2 separate regions of the Ovis aries genome follow, and region 1 is linked to region 2. Evidence: chromatin contacts called from public Hi-C data. All regions are on one chromosome and are shown on one strand. Each heading gives the region's core, a stretch centred on a gene start, on an enhancer-like site or on the middle of the called end of the contact. The rest is flanking DNA. Distances are from core to core; before and after follow the strand shown.

Region 1 (2,700 bases), core at 139-2,638, 110 kb after region 2:
TGCCCTCAGAGAGGCAAAGAAAGCTCCCATTCAAAGCTAAGCCGTATTCCACTCTTGTAAAGTAAATCCAAAACCACGAGCTCAAACTGCTTCATGCAGAATTTACTGAATGGCGGCCAAACGTTGTACACTCTGTCCTGAACCACAGCGAAGGATATCTCGAGCTCTGCATTCTCCATTTACAACTTGTACCTTACTATGCATGCTTTCACCACCACTGCAGAAACCGATTTTTAAACTAAGATGTTCCTCCCGGCCAAGTCAATGGAAAGAAGGCAATCTACCCGCTGGCGACACTCCCCACCTTCCCCACCCACCCCGCACCCCAAGCAATACTAGTTTTTGACTCCTATACTGCGGTCAGCACACCTTAAAAAAAAAAAAATCATTATGGGAGAAGGCGTTACAAAGCCCCCGGAGAACTGAATTACCGAACCCTGAAACAACTTTTCAGTGGCTCTCACCTGGCACTTGGGATAATCACCTGTTGGAACGGCGCTGCCCCGGTCCCCTCTTACCGGCAGTCGAGGGCGGGGAGGCCGTGTTCCCAGTCACTGGTCCCCCTCCCGGGGCGGCAGGTGAAAGACGGGGAACGCGTATATCCACACCCACCGCCCCGGGAGCGCAGACCGAAAGCCGGGGACCGCGGCTGCGGCGGGACGCTCCGTTATCCCTCCCCTCGGCGGGCCCGCCAGGTGAGCGAGGCTCCATCGCGGCCGCGATGCGTCCCGGCGCACGGCTCACCGCCGGCCCACTTCTCCCGCCGCCCGGGCCCGGGAGACCGAAGTTTCTCTCCCGCTCGCGGCGGCCGCGGCTCACGGGCCGCCTGGCTCTCGGGCGCCGGGCCGCGGGCGAGTCGGGGGCCGCCGAGACAGGAGCCGGAGCCGGGACCTGTTACCCAGGGCGGGAAACCAAAAAAAAAAAAAAAAGCCGAGTGAGGACCAGCGGGGCGCGACCGGCCTCGTCTTCCCAAGGGAGAGCGCGGCAGGGGCGGGGAGCCGCTCCCGCGGCCGCCCGGCTCCGCGCCTCCCGGAGGCGAAGGGAGCCCCGGCCCCGCTCGCCCGGCGGGGCGCAGAGGATTCCCGCGGGGGAGCCTGGGCGCCTCCAGCGCGCCCGCTCCGAGGCGTCTCGGCGCCGCCCGCCCCGCAGCGCGGTTCCCGGGCTGGGGCGCCGCGTGAGGAAGCGGCACAGCGGCGGCAGGACCGCGAAGGAGGGAACGCGGCTCCCGGGGCCGGGCGGCCACCCCGCCTCATCCCCCCCGTGGCCATGGCGCCGGTACCTGTCGCCGTGGCGGCTCGCCCGTTCTGTCGCTCTGCCTCAGCCGCGCGCCGCCAGCCCCTCAGCCCGCCCAGCAGGCCGCCAGCGCGCCGGACGCCGCCGCCGGAGACTGGCAGCGCCCGCGAAGCGGCCAGAGTCCCCCCGGGCAGCGCCCGGCGCAGTCCCGCCCCCGCGGGCCGCAGGACCCGCCTCCCATAGGGCCCCGGGGCTGTCAGTCCGCCCCAAAAGACGCGCGGGCTGTCGCTCCTCCTATCCCGATTGGCGGCCGAACGCCGTCCATGCAAATAAGGCCCCGCCCCCGGCCATTTGCACCTCCGCCTTGGTGTAACCTCCGCCTCCCCCACGCCAGCCCACGTGTCTGGCCCTTGCCCCTTTGTGGGCGCTGTAGGGAAGAGAGGGAGGAAACTGAACGACGCCCCCTCACTCCATCCCTTACCTCCGGGGAAACTAATGCCCAAGCAAGCTAGTGGACTTCACATTGGGACCTCTCTCTGACAGTTCTGCCCTCCTGTCCGCCCACCCGACCTGATTCGCGGAAGGAGAGGGGCAGGCCAGGCTTGTTTGCGTCAGGTAAGCAAGCTAGGTTAGCCCCGGGAAACAATACCAGGGGAACTGGTATTGTCCATTTGGAACTGGGGGGAAAAAATCCCATCTGGAGAAACCATAGCACGTAGCACTTGCCTCTGGACACTCAGGGACTGTTAAGACTAGGCTTTCCCTCCGTCTTCTACCTTTCAAACATGAGATCCCAGGTGACTGAGACAGCAGAGGATTTCTGTGTTTTCTTAAAAGATGTCTGTGTTCTCTGCCGCCTGCCAACGGGTAGGTCTGCTGAGCAGCTGGACTTCAGGAGGGGGCTCAGGGCCCCTGGAGTGTAATGGCCAAACCAAGATTGGGATGAAGGGGACTGAGCTAGCAGCTCCTGGGCCTTAGGGAGTGGCTCGCTCAATCTCATTCTTGAGGAAACAGGAACCTGAAGTCCCACAACTGTGGAGCTTAATAATCACCTATTGAAACCTAACATCTCCTAACTCCACATCTGGCCTCAACACTATATCACCTAGGGTCATTTAGGTATTTATGAAGAGTTTCTTCTGCAAATAACCATCCCTGCCTTCAAGAGGTGCCACCTGCAGAAACAACCACTAGAGCTGACGCTGAAACCTCCTCAGTGAGGGCAAAGGCCCTGCTTCAGGGCCTAGAAGCTTACCTTTTTACCAGATGCCAAAGAGTGTCACTGAAACAGTTTATTTGTGCATTAATTCTGCATACTAATGCCAATCGTTTAAGCATCTACTGTGATTTTAATGGGGCTTCTCAGGTGGCGTGCTAGTGGTAGAGAACCCACCTGCCAAGGCCCGACCGTCAAGAGTCACGGGTTCAGTCCCTGGGTTGGGAAGATCCCCTGGAGGAGGGCATGGC
Region 2 (2,700 bases), core at 47-2,546:
TGATAAGCTTCAGTGGATTATAAATCTGTTCTTAATATTACAAAACAAAATTAAATCATGTTGCTACCAACATCATCACACACTGTCACACGGTTTCAAGTATAATCTCATAGCACTGTGGTCGAAAAGATGCTCGATACAGTTTCAGTTTCCTTAAATCTACCAAGGCTTGCCCTGTGGCCCAGCGTGTGATCTGTCCTAGGCAATGTTCCATGTGCACTTGAAGAGAATGTGTATTCTGTGCTTCTGGATGGACTGCTCTATAACTACCAATTAAGTCCCTCTTGTCTTAATTGTCACATGTCATTTAAGGCCTGCGTTTTATGATTTTTCTGTCTGGATGATCTGGTCACTGATGTAAGTCCCCCACTATGATTGTGTTACTGTCATTTCTCCTTTTATGTCTATTAACAGCTGCCTTATATACTGAGGTGCTCCTGTGTTGGTCTGTTGTATCTTCGTGGATTGATCACGTGGTTTCAAATGTGCCCTTGGGGCTGTGACTGAGCACAGGCTTGCTGTGGTGTACTACAGTACTACTCAGCAGTGAGAGGGCGCCTAAGTGGGCCAGGGCCACAGGGCCACGATGGGAAGGGGTGGGGGTTACTTTACTGAAATGGAAACAAGAAAGCCAAAGGGCTAAATAACCATGTGCAAAAGATCCCCTTTCCCCTATGTGAAACCACTTTGTGCCGTGAAGACAACTTTGGAGGATCAGGACTTCAGAAGACATTACCTGACAACAGGCAATAGCCGTGAAAAGAGTAGGTGTGTGTTTGTGTTATGATTAGGAGCATCACCATAAGGAGAGGATCCCAAAGCTGTCCTCCTCTTTCTCAGCCCAACATTAAGAGGCCCTCAGGACAATGATTCCCTTTCTGTGTCTAATAACATAAAAATGGTCATGTTTCTAGTCAAAGCTTAAAGTAAGGAACATCGAGGTAGTGCTGGGAGGGAATGAAAGATGTCTACAAAATGCACTCCCAAGGCTCTCAGGGAAGGGAGACTTTGGTGGGGCAGGGACATAGCTGGATGTGACAGTGTACCCAGCTCAGGCAAATGTTTTGTTTGTCCAGGGAAGCTGCTGCCGGGAGCCTCCAGAGGTGGATCTGAGATGGAAGTATGCTCAAGGAGGTGTGCCATTTCTGGATCTTGAGGCCAACACTTTTTTCTACTTGGACAGGTATGAAAAGAAAAGGTCTAGGGTCAACAGATTTGTTCCTTGTGTCCCTTGTCACGGAGCCTGGTGGCCCACGAAGCCTTGTATTTTGGATAATAACTTGGAGCCACACTGACGGCCTCTTCGCAACTCCTGTGAAGGGTACAATCCGTTCAGCCCTGGAAGACTGCACCCCACTCCCCCAAGGAGCTGCTTGGCAAGAACATGAACCTTTTTGTCTTCAACCCAGGAAAAAAAGTACAAAAAGAACAAGTCTAGGAACAAATAAGGGAACAAGTCTTGGCTTCTACCCAAAAAAGTTAATAATAATAAAAAAAAGGCTGACACATAGGAACAAAATAAGAACACTGAGCTCCTTGGTTGCGTATCAGCTGTGCTGCATCAGTTGTCCGGTGCTTTAGGAGCAGCATCAGAGACAGGGGACAAACTTGGTCATGGAAAGCATGACACAGAAACAAATACCATCTATCTATACCATCTGGTAATGTCAGATACTAATTTACAGGAAGTAGATGGAGAAGAAAATCTGTCATGATTTCAGAGAAGTTGGTATTTTCTCACCTTTTCGAAGCTCTTAAGCGTAACTTCATATATAAGCTCAGCATTAGGTTCAATGCCAAATTTAGGCTTCCCTGCCTCTCCAAAACCATATCTGAAATGGAGAGGGGAAAAAAAAACAACTTTAAAGAACTGGTCTATTTCCAGGCACCTCCTTCGGTATCTTGAGGCATCACATTAGCATAGAGCTCTCATTTGCAAACTACACACATCAGAGACCCTGAAGATAAACCAGATGTTGGTCAGAACATACGGTGCCAAGTACCGCTGCTGTGGTTTTTAAGAAGCCAGGCTCCATTTAGTCTTCTTCCTTACATTCCTCTGTGATGCAACACCTGGACTCCTTGGGACAGCTTGCTTAATATAACTGTAAATGTCACTGTCTTTTTCTCTGCTTGATTTTATATTTGGTTCTTTTTATAAAAAAGCCATTATTTGATTGTCTTTTTCTCTGCTTGATTTTATATCTAGTTCTTTTTTAAAAAACAGCCACTATTTGACTATCAGGGCTGAAGCTTCATCAGGACCTAGAGAAGACAGACACTATAATTGTTATAGTGCTATGTGGGAGAGTTATGTTTTAATGAGCTTTTAACTTGAAAATGCTGTCCCCTTCCAGAAGTGCCATTTCCAGTCAGATAAATGGGGGAAAAGGATCACACACCAGAAAGGATATATATCCTCACAGTATTTCTTCAAGACTTTTAGAAAGCATAATAGAAAACACAAAATATATAATTTAAAAAACCAGCCCCAGCAAGCTCTAAGGCCTCATCAAGAGAAATACCCTGCACTGCATTCCCATAGCTCCCTGGCTGTAACTCTACAAAACACTGCATTTTTTAGCCAAAACTTACTGAATACAATTACTGAGGATATAGAAATTTGTTTTTTTCAGACCATTTAAGATGTTAACAAATGCAAGGCATTCGAGGGAGCACACGTCTACGAGAACGGAAATT

What was found. A called contact is a pair of places that touch in the nucleus more often than the background predicts.
Region 1: a Hi-C map of tail adipose tissue shows a contact between it and region 2, with 1.7 times the contacts expected there. The contact joins the promoter of FKBP5 here to the enhancer-like site in region 2. A contact is called at or near these places in 3 of 16 Hi-C or Micro-C datasets (hypothalamus, skin fibroblasts and tail adipose tissue).

What each region holds. Positions count from the first base shown.
Region 1 is chr20:9,820,388-9,823,087 of ARS-UI_Ramb_v3.0, forward strand. It overlaps FKBP5 (FKBP prolyl isomerase 5), which reads right to left and starts at 1,389. Exons shown (of 11, transcript XM_060403119.1): 1 at 1,280-1,389.
Region 2 is chr20:9,713,920-9,716,619 of ARS-UI_Ramb_v3.0, forward strand. FKBP5 (FKBP prolyl isomerase 5) reads right to left here. Exons shown (of 11, transcript XM_060403119.1): 7 at 1,742-1,832. LOC121817390 (a long non-coding RNA gene) reads left to right here. Exons shown (of 3, transcript XR_006057275.2): 3 at 1,077-2,178. Among named protein-coding and RNA genes, the nearest start is that of FKBP5, 110 kb to the right of the region's middle. Within about 2 kb of position 1,297, at least 16 of the 54 cell types and tissues checked have an H3K27ac peak or open chromatin away from gene starts, as enhancers often do. A contact at or near this core is called in tail adipose tissue, where this site is marked.